Regions from separate parts of the Anas platyrhynchos genome. Here region 2 is linked to region 1. The links are chromatin contacts, called in public Hi-C maps. All regions are on one chromosome and are shown on one strand. The core of a region is the stretch at or near the end of the contact, and the rest is flanking DNA. Distances in the headings are between cores, read along the strand shown.

Region 1 (7,209 bases), core at 3,626-6,125:
CATGCAATTCAAACAGAAAAGAAAGGCATTAAAAACCTTCAGGGTTAGTCATGAAAAGCAAATATTGAAGGTTGCAGGCAGCATTAGCAGAACGAGAATGCACTTCCTATAGACATTTATAAAGGAGCCCATCATTTGCAAAGAATTTGGATAAACAAGGTTAGATTTCCGTATGGAACTGCTGTGGATGAAACTGAAGGGAGAGGTCTAAAATTAGTCCTTGTCTCTTGACTTCTGTTTAATGAAGTACCTGCAGCAATTTCCCAGCTATGGATGGGAAATGTCACTGACATACTGCCTCTGAATTCCACCTTTCTCATGTATCCAACGAGAACACTTTTTTTTTTAACTGCAATAAGAGAAAAAAGGGGAAAAATAAAACATTTGTTTGTAGATGTTCTGTATGATCAAAAATGAAAAAAACAAAACAAACAAACAAACAAACAAACAAAAAAAACAGTATTTACTATTAATACCTGAGCTGAATGCATTTTCTTACTCTTCAAAAGATCCTTGGAAGAGAAAAGTCCCAGTCTACCTCTTGGGAAACTACAGATTGAAAGTCTTATTGCATCCACAGAAGTAAAGCACTGGAAAAAAATAATACTGAAAAATCTCAAGTGGGTTTCTACACAAAATTATACAACATCTTTTTCTCCTGCTGGGGACGGGGCTTCCTTAAATCTGAAAGTTACATAAAACCTTTAGCCAAGATACCAACACAGGGATGGCAGATGGAGATGGAGAAAACTAAAGCTGCCTATTTTCTCCAAGACAGTAACAGCTGCTCCACACACAAATGGTGCTCCGCAAGAAGAGAACTGCACTAATCCCACAAGCTGCTCCGCAGACAGCAATCTGAGTCATCCTGCACATGTTTCATGCTGGTGCCAGGCTGGGAAGGTACAGGCAGGTACAGGTGATACCTATACAACAGCTCAACAGCTATCGGACTGTTTTCTTCAGTGACCTCTGTTGTGTATTAAAGGATGCTCACCTTTTAGACAGTACATAAAGGGGGGAGAAGGAGAATAGTCGCAAAGTGCTAAGGCTAGAGAGAGCTGCATTACCTTCAAAAAGTGTGTCAAACATTTGTTTTTCTCCTATTTTCAGTATAGCCTCCAGCAGAAGGAGCTATTAAGAATTCTTTCTCGTGAATGTGAAGACAGACTGGCTCATCCAAATTTTCTGAAGGCGGCAGGACAGACAAACCCAGTTTGTTGTTAACATTCTCACTCCAGCAGGAATCTTCATCGGGTTCACCTCCTTTCTCTTACCAACTGTGTCTTCAATGTCAAGGTGTACTTCAAAAAGCCAACCTCAATTAAACCCCTCCTTGCTTTAGTTACAGCAATTTGGAATAAAGAGAGTCCAGTTATTTATTATTTGCTCTCTTCTTCACTTGATGGGAAGTGCATTCTTCCTCAGGGGACGAGAGTATTGTGAAGGGACTGAAAATTCTGAGAAAGAATCAAGGGATTTAATAGCTGTGTACAAGCAACTGGGAGAAAAATGGCCTTGATGTATCGTATGAGGTCACAGGCACTTGTAGCCTGGTGACAGCAAAGCAAACAGGATGATTCCCTGAAAATAAAAAAGTCAGAGGATGATTTCTGGGGCCTCTCTTAGTGGGAACGGTGATAAAAGCTTAGAGAACCGTGGAAAGCTGAATCATCTCATAAGCCTTAACCAAAACACTCTCTGAGAAAGCTTCCTGCAGGAAGGCAGAATATACAGGATACCCTGACAGCAGAGTGCATTGCTCTGCTCTTTTATATGGAAAAAACTGTGAGGCCTTCTGCTGTAGCAACTCCAGATGTATCTAAGCTGAATCATGGCTAGCAGAAGCTGAAGATGCTGGCCACGGAAACAGCCGAGGAGCACGTGTGGGAGGGAGCTACTGGAAAAGTTTAGAAATGGATTAAATGCAGAGAAAAGGATTGAGATCTCACAAAGAGTGACGGGAACAAGACTGGGTCTTGGATCTGACCTCTCATCTGATATACAAACTGGTCAGCCATCTCCCCTGACAGTAAGCAGACTTCCTCTGAAGTCAAAAATCTGAACCAGCAGATGGAGTGTATCTGAGAATCTTACTCCTTTGCTGTAGCTGGAGAAAATTATTGTCAAAAAGTAAAGGAATTAGCCATGCCCATCTTTTCCTTCCACCACCCTGCCATACGTGATTAAGGCTTTCAAAACATAGAGTAGCTTTTCAATTTCTTATTGCCATTAACAGCTGCAAATTATTTATAACTGTGCCCTGTTTCATCCTGTTATATGACCTGGGAGCCTTCTTCAAACAATAGACTGCATCAAACAAGATTAGCTTCCTTGTCTTATCACAACATTTGGAAGGGTACATTTGGGAACTCACATTTAGACAAGGTTTTTCAGGTTTTGGTTTGGTTGTTTGTTTTACTAGAGCAACAGCTTACGTATATACTAGCCAAACATCAAGTGAAAGGAAATCTGAGCTAACATATGTTAAATTTCTACGTACGGCAGGATAAAGGATGATATACTCAGTTCTCTCTGAGAACATGATTTTTCTCAAACTACATTAAAAACTATAAAACAGACAGGTGCTTTTCAAGTGTTACAAGGATTACTAAAATTTCTGAGGTCACAGAAGAGTGAGCCTATGGCAGTGCAAAGCAGTAAGTTGTTAGGTGAAAAACGTGAGCACCTACATTGTCTTTAAAATAGTTGAGGGAATTGTGAGAACTGCGAGCAGCTTCCAGATTACCTGCCCAAGCCTAAGCTTTTCAAAAACTTTGATATTAAATTAGTGCCTCGAAAAAGCAGGTGCCACCTCTGCCACTTCAGCTACCTTTTGTATTTACTTCTTGTATTGCACAGCAGTAGAGAGGACTAACCTCCCTGATCCTATGAACTGCACACCGAAATCTTCTCATGGGCAAGCCACAGAAACTGCAGAAACCCAAGACGGGGCAAACTCCGGGAGCAGTTCACAGGCAGGGCAATGTCACGACTCTGTCCTTACTGCTGTCCTTACTGTCCCTGACAAGCTGTGCACGCAGCTGCCAGCCAAATTCCAACGCATGCTACCAACGTCAATCTCTGCTGGCTCCTACGCAGGGATTTGGAGCCTCTGAAAGAGCAGAGCCTTGATGTCAGTCTTGTAGCTGACAGTGGCAACAGAAGTCCTTGAAGTCCTGCACTGACCAAAGGCAAAGCTGGGAATAGTACTCAAGCCGGGCAAGCTCAAATCCTATTAGAGCAAAATGCCAGCCTTCAGCTGAGGAAGGGGTCACTTCTGTCACAGGCTGAGCGTAGCTCCGGAGATTGGCTTATTTCCCCCAAATGTCTCAGAACACAGTCACATTTTCTTTTGTTAAATATTAGTGATAAATAGTTTCACTCAGGTTTTATTCTCAAGTTGGCACATGAAAACACAGGTGGCTTTTTTGAAAGCACTTCACAAAATTTCACCGTTTCCTATTTGTAATACTACCACCCATAAATTTTGTATTAATGGAGTTATTACACACAGCACCAAAAATGTGGTGGGAAATGAACATCTCCTGCTATTTGACCTTTTTGTTTACTTTTAATCCGAAAAAAGCTTTACATATATCAGGTTACACATAAAAATTTCTATTTTGGTATTTGCAATACCTATTCCCAAACCACAGTTCCCAAAGTCACAATCTGCAAGGTTCTCAGAACATCTTACCGTTCAACAGCCACCACAGCAAGGGAATAAAACCTGGACTTTCACTGATGTACTTCAAGCCTTTCAAGTTGATGCTCACGTTGTAAAGTGACATCAGCATTAGCCTGAAATGGAAAGGGAAAAGAAGTGACGTTCTTTGATTTCTTTGCGTCTTTTGCTATTTACACTCATCACATATTGATGCAGAGGACAGAACCAATATCCTGCCTTCTAGGTAACACGGGAAGTCGTCGGTTTGGCAGCTAGAAAGCATTTACTTACTTGGGAACTGAAAAAGATCTAACATGACACCTCTGACAAACAGAAACCAAGACCGCCGTTCTTGACAGTTGCGCTGCACATCAGTGTGCAAACCACACAATAAAAATACACATAGCAAGTCTACAGTAATTTTAACCACATTCTGAAAAGCTTCCAGAAACTGCGTTTCCTAATTTACCAGCCCCCTAAATAAGGAAGTTCATTAGTCATTTTTAGGGCTGCATACCAAACAGGTTATAAATTAAGCCAAAGTCCCAATTTTCCTACAGAGGCGAAACCAGATTTGTTGGAGAAGGCGCCGCGTGTGAAAAGGATTGCTCCAGCCTGCCAACCCCACCAGCTTCTCCCGAGGAGGCTTCCACTGCAGTTATCACAAGCAAGAAAAGCTTCAGCACGGTCACTAACTTGAAGAATCTGAAAACCATTAAGAAAAGCGGGGTTGACTGCAGGTGCCACCTCAGCCTCAGCTTTCCAGTGCTACCCAGAACAACTGTTAATGCAGAGGATTTTGCTGGTATTAAGCCTGCTCCTGCAGCTTCTGCTTTCATCCATCCTTCCAGCAATATTCTCCTGCTCTGCCCTTTACGCAGAACATCTGTGCAGCTGTGCAGTAGCTGGGAAGACAGGATATTAGTGCATTTTATGATTTGCTACGGTTGATGTTGTTGTGAATCTCTATTTATTTTCCAAAGATGACAGTGTGCAAGTCAGTTTTCTGGACAACGGAAAGGGAAGAGGAATGAGCCCAGCTCCTCCAACATTTACGGAACATGTCATCATACCCACCCACAGCGCGCTGCTGGGTTGCAGACAAAACAATAGCGGAGAAACAGGAATGGGTTGGAACTTGCTGCTCTGTTCTGGGGCCAGCTTGGCTGTTGTTATCTCTCCTGGCTGCGATAAACCTGCCTGCCCCTGTACTGTCACCATTTCCAAGCAAGAGGGAAATAATGTTGTTCCTCATGGACTTCACACCTCACCTCCTGTACTCAAACAAGCGGCCATGCCTGAAGTTACTATGCCACCACCAACATTACTGAAAGTACTGTCAGACAGCAGGAATGGAAAGCAACACGAGTCAGTTCAGGCAGCAGTGGAAGAGGTGTGAGTTATATTATGTGCTGCACTATTACCAGTTTGATCACCTAGGCTCTTAAGTAGTTAGAAGAAGGAATAGTAGATAATTAAATCTGCTCCATCAGGGGCCACCAACAAGCAGTGCAGGGTGCTGTGGAGCTGAATTTTCAGCTTGTAAAGCCCATGTGTTGCTTTTCATACGGCCCCTGCAGCTCCTGCTGGGTTCGAGAATCCAAGCCCTGACAAAGGACAGCGGTCGTAATTACATATAATTAGCCAGAATGAAAGGGATCAAAAAGACAATACCTTATAAAGGAAAGTGGTAACATCTCTTGGCAATGTCTTTCATCATTAACCTGTTTGACATTTGTAGTTAGAAATAATGTGACATAAAAAGATGCTATGCCTGTATTTTTCTCTTACTTGTTTGCTTTGTGCAGACGAAAGAGACAGCGTAGTGGTGGTGATCCAGGAAAGTGCTGCTGTTTGGAGTGGCAGAAGACTTAACCCACACCAGAAGCCAATGTTAAATGGCTAGCCCAGAAGTAGCAGCATATTATTACTAATTAAACATGCTCACGTGGGCACAATGTAGAAACTTTTGCAGATACTTCAAACCAGCCTCACCTCTTGCACATTCCAACAAGTATTTTTCGAAATCCGTATTCTTATTGAAGGAAACCTGATGCACAGAATTACTTTATAAACAATACTTTCTGGTTTTTGTTAACATTAAAGGTTTTTTTTAGTTACGTACTTTGTAGTCTTCACACTTAGGCAAGGCTAAACTTAATTAACGTCATGTACTACTGTATCTGTCAATGCTTTCTTTAAAATCTAGAACTAAAAGCACAGCTAAAGTCCCTTCTCTTTTCTCTTTCACTGATAATACATGGGATTAGTATATACAACCAAATCTTTTCACTGTCTGCTTTCAATTACCACATAAGCAAAGTTGAAGATTCTTAACAATTCAATATAAACAATTGTGTAAATGTTATTGATTGCCTAATAATTAAAAATGTTGAACAAAGCATATACTAATGAAAAGAAAATCTATAATCTTTCAACACCACTGTTTCAGAAAGGCAAAGAAACCATGAGATTTCAGCCCTAGCACTCATGTAGATGTCTTGGTTATACCTATTACATGCTCATAGACTAGAATGGATATTGTAGCAGTGCTGGAATAAATGAGTTATTCTCTGTAAATGTTTTATTTATATGCTGTTACAAGTAAAACATGATTGCTAGAACTAAAAGAGAATTCTTTTTCAGTTTACTTTGCGTTTGATACTGCTGTGTAGAATTAACTCAGTTTCCCCTGATTTGTCACACAGAAAAGAAAAATATTTTTTAAAATATAAGCTAACAAAGATTTTTAAAACAAGAAAACTGAGCAAAGAACAAACACATCCTTGAAAATATGAAGCCAATTTTTCTCTCTTATTGCTTACATTTTAAGTTGTTGTTTTCCTTCCATGTAACACCACGGTGATGTTTTAAGAGAAACACATTGCCTTTCCACAATAATGGACATTTCCATCTATGAGATATAGCTGAGAAAATCTGTCTGTCTGTATGTATATATGAGTGTGTATGGGTGTATATAAACGTAATTCATGATGACTCTGTCTATATATAACTCTTAAATTTCACTATAATTTCTGTTAACTATCATATCTTTATCCTGTGATTGTCTTTCATTTTGAACTACCTTATGTTCCTTATGGCAGAGAGTTCTTCTGGCATGTCTGCTTAGGAAAATGTTATTTAGAATCAACATGCAGCCAAAAAGCTCACGTGCAGTGAACAACTTAAAAACAAACAAACAACCCCCCCAAAATAACCTTCTTTGCTGAGCTGGGAGAGTGGAAAATCTCCAGAAAGACTAATGGAGAGGTAAGTGTTAGTAATGAGTTTTAGGAACTGAACACCAACAAGACACATAGGGAGCTTACAGACAAAAAGGAAACCTGACCACAGATGTAAAGACAAACACAGGGAAACATTTTGTGCTAAAACATTTGAGCAAATTAGGATCCTTCATTCCATGACAAGGCCATGAAGAAATCTCATTTCTGGCATTTGCTGTAATGTCACAATACAGCATTGTTTTGGGATTGCTTGCTTTTTAATCAAATGGCAAGTTCAGAGTAAGAGGGGAAAAA
Region 2 (6,982 bases), core at 2,645-5,144, 75 kb before region 1:
TTAGAAGCACCTGGAGGAAGCTTTTTGCAATATTCCATGTGCTGTACTTGCTTTTTGACAGCTGACAACACCAAGCCTGGATTTGTAGCCAAAACATATATTACACAGGACTGACAGCAACAAAGCCACAACTTCTAAATCTAAAGACTTACCAAACATTTCTCCATTCTTTGCAAACTCGGTTACAATGTAAAGCATATCCTTTGTCTCCATAACCTGTCGAGACACAAGAAAGGACATGCTTAAAGAAATGCAGACCTCTGTAGTTTCTTTCATTTCTCTAAATGTATTCTCAGACGTATCGGTTCAATTATCTATTTGCTGCAGCAGCTGGCAGTAAAGACATCTAATTTTGCACCACAACGATCTCTCCTAGCAAACTGGTAATGAAAAAGATAACAATTCATTGTTCATGCCTACGATGTACAACAGCTTCCCGTGCCATTGTTCTTCTCACCATTACTGTGTCACCTCATCTCCATAGGATAACTGGTGAGCATTTCCATACTTCTGTACACTTCCCTGAATTCCTTTATTTGGTTAAAATACGCATGTAAAATTTTATAATTCACTGGACGTATTTTGAGGATTCAAAGACACTTAAAGTCATCTTTATTTCATGGCTAGCAGGTACTCAGATCACAAGAGATACCCAGAACTTGGAAAATCAGGAAGTCATTCATATCAGACACCCCACTCCCATTGAGCGTTGGCTGGGGACGTGGCAAGCCTCCCATGCAAGAGGAGATAGGTAGCTGCTTGTGTAACTGCACTGCCTGAGGCACATCAACAGCTGTCAATATATTGCTCAACGCTCACCTATCAATCTTGTGTCAACTTCCTCTGACACTTGTTATTTTACACGTCTTCAGAGGGAAAAAACAAACAAACAATGCTGAGTGTTTTCAAATCCATATTCAATTACTATGCCACATCCTTTCAATGTTGCCTTTCAGGTTTAAAAACAAAACAAAACAAACAAAAAAAAAAGAAACAAAACAAAACAAAAAAAATTCCCTAGAATTGGACACAAAAGGAACAGGTATTTTGTTTTGGAAGCAGGAGGCTCACAACAGGTTAACAATCAAACAAGCGCCGATACGACTTCAAAGGCTGCAGTTTCCAGCCTCCTAAAAGTAACTTTTTTTCGAAGTCTCTCGTCCTCCCCTCACTACAAGTACACACAGACACAAAACGAAAATAAACAAACAAGGAGCAAAGGAAGAGAGGTTCCCAGTTTAAAAAAAATGAAGGAAAGTGTTCTGGGAAAGTTGCCAGCTGGATGAAATTAAGACGCCGTGCTGAAACTAAAACAATGATGAAATAATACAAGAACACACACCCTACGTCGGCATGTCATCTAATTCCATCCCTGCTTCTCAGTCTCCACCAAACAGGTAAAGCATCGATTCCAACAACAAAGAAAAGAAAACTGCTGAAAAGAAATTACGGCGCACTACCAACGTCACTTGCTCAATCAAGTGAAGTGGTTCAACTAGATGGAATTTAACCTGCTTTTCTAAAAGCTTCAAAATAGTATTTAGTATTTTCACCCACATCATTCCACTGAAATGAAATCAACAGGACTGTTAGAATGTTTCGGTATATCCTACACTGCCCTATGGGCAACAATGACGTCAGATGTTAACGCAGGATCATTTTTGTTATGATGTTTAATACTATAAATATCAGGCACTTCGTGTGTGTCAAGGTCTTTAAAAGTAATGCCTTGCCTAAGCACCTGCCTTACTGGCTTTTCAGCCTTACACGTTAATTAACTTTTTTTTTTTTTAAGCTAACAAACCCAACGGTAAGATCGCAACTGGTCATAGTGTGTGCTACTGCACATGGCATTTCAGACCTGCTGCTTCCCTTCTTTTGCTATTCCTCCCCCCTGCCCTTCTGGACAGGTCCAGACGGACTGGGATACCTCATCTTCTTCTCCCATCCACACGGCACTATTTAAGATGATTAAGAGGAACTCACACCAAACGCTAATTAGATCAAACGTTTAGAATTTGCAAAGCAGTCCTTGCTCACTAGACAGCTGTGATCCTGTTTTCTGCACAACACATTAATTTGTTCCGACTGTTAAAAAAACAAACAGTGCAGAAACTGAACGAAATTAAATCAAAATTCATATTGTGAAACTCTACAAGTGGAAGGATATTTTAAATTAATTTTTAAAACTAAGCAAACTGGAGTGGAATAACCAAAAAGGTCATTTTCAGACATATTTTAAGATATCAACATTTCTAGGCTTTTTTTTTTTTTTTTGCTGGTGATTTTAAAGCCCTTCCACTTACAGCAAGCCCAACTTTTGCGCCTGCGACTCTGCTGTCCTGAAAGAGTTTAAGTCGTCCTCTTATCAAAAGCATTTTAAGAAGTTCTGACCTTCTGCACTGGAAAAGCAGAGGAGTTAGGGCGGCAAGTTAACTGTAGAAGTTCAGATAGTTTGTTTCAGATCAAGAAACGGATTCCAGTCTGTTTTAATTGTTTTGTTTTAATCAATTTGCCAAAAAGCTGTCTAACGTACTGGAATTTTGTTCAAAGAATGATGAATGACTTTTTAGGAAAAAAAAAAACAAAAACAAAAAAACAAACAACAACAACAGTTTTTGAAGAACGTGCTTTAAATAAACTATTTCAATTTGTGTTTTCTCCGCAAATATTTGACATGAAATCATGTGCGAGACACGCGTATGTCATTCGCATGCCGTGCTTCAAAGCCGACCTCTTACCTGGTATAGCTTGATAATGTGGGGATGATTCAAAAGCTTCATTATCTGAACTTCTCTATAAATCTTCTCCAGATTGCTTGGGTCTAACCTTGTTTTGTCTATTATTTTTATTGCAACCTGCAGATTAAAGAATTAAGAAAATAAAACAACTCCAGGCATTAAAAAATAGGTATTCCTAGAAAAAACAAACAAACTAACAAAAAAACACAACAGAGCACCACACGAAAAACCACACACAAACTCACAAAATCCATGTAAAGTTGCCTCTAAAGTACGGTCCTGACAAACCTGATTTTTCTGAACTGCTCTGGATTCACGACAGAGTGTTTTCTTTTTTTTCTTTTCTACCTCAAAGGATTACATGTAAGGTAGTGAGCAGAACCGCAGAAACTAGCACTGGGCAGGATTCGGTAAATCTTTTAATCCACCCCATGCTAGCGAAAAACTGCGTTCTGTAACAGGCTGTTTCCTACTCGAGCGAGCGGTGTGACTTTGACATGCAGCACACATGGAGCTACAGCTGCATGCCCATTAGGAAACGCTCTCGGTGAACACTCCAAGTTTTTTGTTCTCCAAATGTTCGCGTTGAATGAAAGAATCAAACCTGCCTGCGGAGTTCTGGCGCTCCTCAGCCTGTTGGGCTCTGGGAGCAGCAGGAGGGATGTGGGGAAGGCGATAGCTGTAGTTGGTGATGTTAATTTCGAGGCGTTCTCGCTTTAGTTTTACACCAACTCCGTGCAAGGCTGTTGGTACTGAGGTGAGCCAGCACGGAGCTTGCAGCCGGGCTTTCCATCTGATTTTGTGGATTTTTTTTGGTCAAGAAAGCCCCGTCCGGGCTCCCCACGAGCCGCACTCACCTGCGTCTTGGTCACCCTGTGCCGGGCCAGCTTCACCACGGCGAAGTTGCCTTTCCCCAGCGTCCTCTCGATGTCGTAGAAGCCGACTCGCAGCGGCCGCTGCTGGGCTGGCTTGGCGGCGGGCAGGGCGGCGTACTCCGACATGATCACCATGGCTCAGGCGGCCGGCGGCCGAAGGCACCGCCGACGGTCAGGACGGCAGCAGCATGGGCGCCGCGCCGCGCCCCTCACACGGCTGACAGAGGCAGAGAGGAGGCAGCGGCGGTAGCGGCGGGGTTCTCCTCACAGCCGCGACCGTTGGTGCGCGGCCGTTGGCGGGCGGCCGTTGCCGCGCCCGTACCTGGCGCGCGCTCCCCGCGGCTCTGCCGCCGCGCGCCTGGGGTGTGAGGCAGGGCAGGCAGCGCGCATGCGCGGCGGCGCAGGGAGGGGAGGGGGGGGGCATCCCGCGTGCTCCCTCCTCTCCTCCCCCCGCCCCTCCCTTCCCCTCCTCTCCTCCTCCCCCCCCCCCCCCCCCCGCCCACCGGCCCGGAGCCGCGCCGGGCCCCATTGACGTCACGTTTGACGTCAGCGCCACGCGCGGCCCGGCGCGGGGCTGGAGGGGAGCGGGGCCGGCGCGGCGTTGCCAGGCAACGGGCGGCGCTGACGCGCGCGCTGATGGAGCCGTCGCCATGGAGACGGGGGGGCGGTGACGTCAGGGAGGGGGGGGTCTCCGGGCCCGCCCCGCCCCGCCGCTGTCACGTGACGCCCGCCATCTCGCGGCGGGGTCGCCCCCTGCCGGCGCGCGGCCGTTGGGCGCCGTTAAGCGCCCGTTAACGGCCCCCCCGGTCCTGCCTTCTGCTGGCACCTGCTGAGGTGGCTGAGGGGGGGGATCTCGCCTTCTTCGGCACCCTCAGGTTGATTGGGGGTCCCGAATGTGCCCGGGGGGCTCCTCACGAGGCTCGTTGCCCGAAGTCAAGTGGCAGAGCTTCCATAAAGCGCAGTCTTCACACAAAATACACTCTTCGCACGGACTTAACTCTTCACACAAACTTCACTCTTCACACCAAATTCAGTCTTCACACCAAGTTCACTCTTCACACAGTGACCGCAGTTTGCGCGCTCAGTCTCAAGTTCCAGCTAAGCCTTGTAAAATATCACACAGAATTTCTAGGTTGGAAGAGACCTCAAGATCATCGAGTCCAACCTCTGACCTAACACTAACAGTCCCCACTAAACCATATCCCTAAGCTCTACATCTAAACGGCTTTTAAAGACTTCCAGGGATGGTGACTCCACCACCTCCCTGGGCAGCCCGTTCCAGTGCCTAACAACCCTTTCAGTAAATAAGTTCTTCCTAACATCCAACCTAAAACTCCCCTGGCGCAACTTTAGCCCATTACCCCTCGTCCTGTCACCAGGCACGTGGGAGAACAGGCCAACCCCCACCTCGCTACAGCCTCTTTTGAGGTATCTGTAAAGAGCGATAAGGTCGCCCCTGAGCCTCCTCTTCTCCAGGCTGAACAAGCCCAGCTCCCTCAGCCGCTCCTTGTAGGACTTGTTCTCCAGGCCCCTCATCAGCTTCGTCGCCCTTCTCTGGACCCGCTCAAGCACCTCGATGTCCTTCTTGTAGCGAGGGGCCCAAAACTGAACACAGTACTCAAGGTGCGGCCTCACCAGAGCCGAGTACAGGGGGACGATCACCTCCCTAGCCCTGCTGGTCACACTGTTTCTGATACAAGCCAGGATGCCGTTGGCCTTCTTGGCCACCTGAGCACACTGCTGGCTCATATTCAGCCGACTGTCCACCATCACTCCCAAATACGGCTTGAATGATGCCTGGCGCATCTGTTATTCAGCTTCCCCTCTGTTAAAGTCAGCCTAGACTTTTTTTTTTCAGCCTAGTAATACTCTACTCGGTGATAAGGATCCCGGCCAGAAGGCTGTTTGCCTTAGTCTGAAGTCCTTTTCGGACTGTCACCATCACTAACACAGCAGCCACTTACCTTCCATCCAGCAGCCACCACCACTACAACTGGACGTGCCACACCCCTCACAATAAAAATACAAATTTCACAGGAGGGATATGGCTCTGCTTCATGCCAAACTTTGCAAAGCAACTGATGTGGTTATTCTCACCAGGAGCTGATGGTCTCCTTAAGGTCCTTGAGCAATTTCTGAAGGGCTCAAGGTGGACTCCCCTATGGGAGGAGAACCAACATTGTTAGCTTTTTTTTTGTATTACTGTTATTTAAGATTTACACTATGAGGACCTGATGAGAAAAAATGTGGTCTATATAAATCAAATTACGTGATATACAAGATGTGTGTCATAAATAGGAGCCTGAGCACGGGTGCTGCTTGCACAGAGGCACCGATATGGCCCCGGTCATGGGACTCCTGCCATTTGGTGTAAGGGGGTAATAGCATACAGCCCTCCCTGGCTATCGCAACGTTCAATTAGCGCTTACACAGTGCTTTGAATAACTCGCATGAAAAGCTGGCTTATTATTATTATTATTGTTATTTTTAAGCTAACAATGTATTCTCCGTGGAGCCCACGAAGAGGAGGTGACGCACAAACAGCATATACAGTAGCAACTGCATGTGAACAGTGCCCCAGGAGTTATAAAGAAAAAAATTACCTTAATAATGGTTCCTCTGCTGTGGTGGGATTTTCCTCCCTTTAATTATAGTTGCTGTTTTCATTTCAAATTGATTAAGTGTTTTAGGATGGCAAACAGAACCAGGCTTTTTAGAAAGAACACGCAAGGCGGACAGCCCCAGCTAGGAAGGTAACATTTTTATTTTTAAAGGACTCTTTTTTTTTTTTTTTTTTTCTTCCTAAATGGGAAGAAGTGAGCTGGATTTGGTGCTCTGTCTAACATCTCATGATTTTTCCACCCTAAGGAGTGGCAGACACCTGTGCCATGGGACTGCCTGGAGATTGTAAGACAGCCCCAGAGGGTTACAATCCACGATCCTGGTTTTGATTACCCGCATCAGATGGAAGAGGCAAGAAGAACTGGCAAGTGTTGCTGTCTGGAGAAGGTGCTTATGCAGATCTGCACTCCCTAGTCCAGAGGGTGGGATACATATGGCTTCTTCAGTAGAGGAGGGAGCACACAGTTTTTAGGAGCCATCACACTATTGTATGATTCACTGAGAATTAAAGACCTCCTGTATCTATCACTCTCAGCAGCCTGTCAGTATTTCTCTTCTATTTTTCACACATGTGGGTCATGACAGCTTCCATCAGTGCTGCTCAGAAGTAACCGTTGCACGGCTTTGGTAGTGTCATGATTACATTGCTTTTCTTCCACTTTCACTATGAATCAGTAACGTTTAGGCATTATCAACCTCTTACACGGTGCCATTTCTCTGTCCTAGGGGTGCTTTTCTGGGAAG

Evidence for each region. Hi-C and Micro-C count contacts between places; a contact is called where the count stands out from the background.
Region 2: a Hi-C map of small yellow follicle shows a contact between it and region 1, with 2.8 times the contacts expected there. The contact joins the promoter of SIK1 here to the enhancer-like site in region 1. A contact is called at or near these places in 4 of 8 Hi-C or Micro-C datasets (skeletal muscle, small yellow follicle and subcutaneous adipose tissue).

The regions. Positions count from the first base shown.
Region 1 is chr1:125,081,342-125,088,550 of IASCAAS_PekinDuck_T2T, reverse strand. It overlaps HSF2BP (heat shock transcription factor 2 binding protein), which reads right to left. Exons shown (of 10, transcript XR_005262366.2): 7 at 3,701-3,804. Among named protein-coding and RNA genes, the nearest start is that of HSF2BP, 21 kb to the right of the region's middle. Within about 2 kb of position 4,875, at least 3 of the 8 cell types and tissues checked have an H3K27ac peak or open chromatin away from gene starts, as enhancers often do. A contact at or near this core is called in small yellow follicle, where this site is marked.
Region 2 is chr1:125,155,761-125,162,742 of IASCAAS_PekinDuck_T2T, reverse strand. It overlaps SIK1 (salt inducible kinase 1), which reads right to left and starts at 3,894. Exons shown (of 13, transcript XM_005026639.6): 1 at 3,599-3,894; 2 at 2,742-2,858; 3 at 153-216. The coding sequence starts at 3,751. It overlaps LOC106019295 (a long non-coding RNA gene), which reads right to left. Exons shown (of 3, transcript XR_001194003.5): 3 at 5,108-6,982.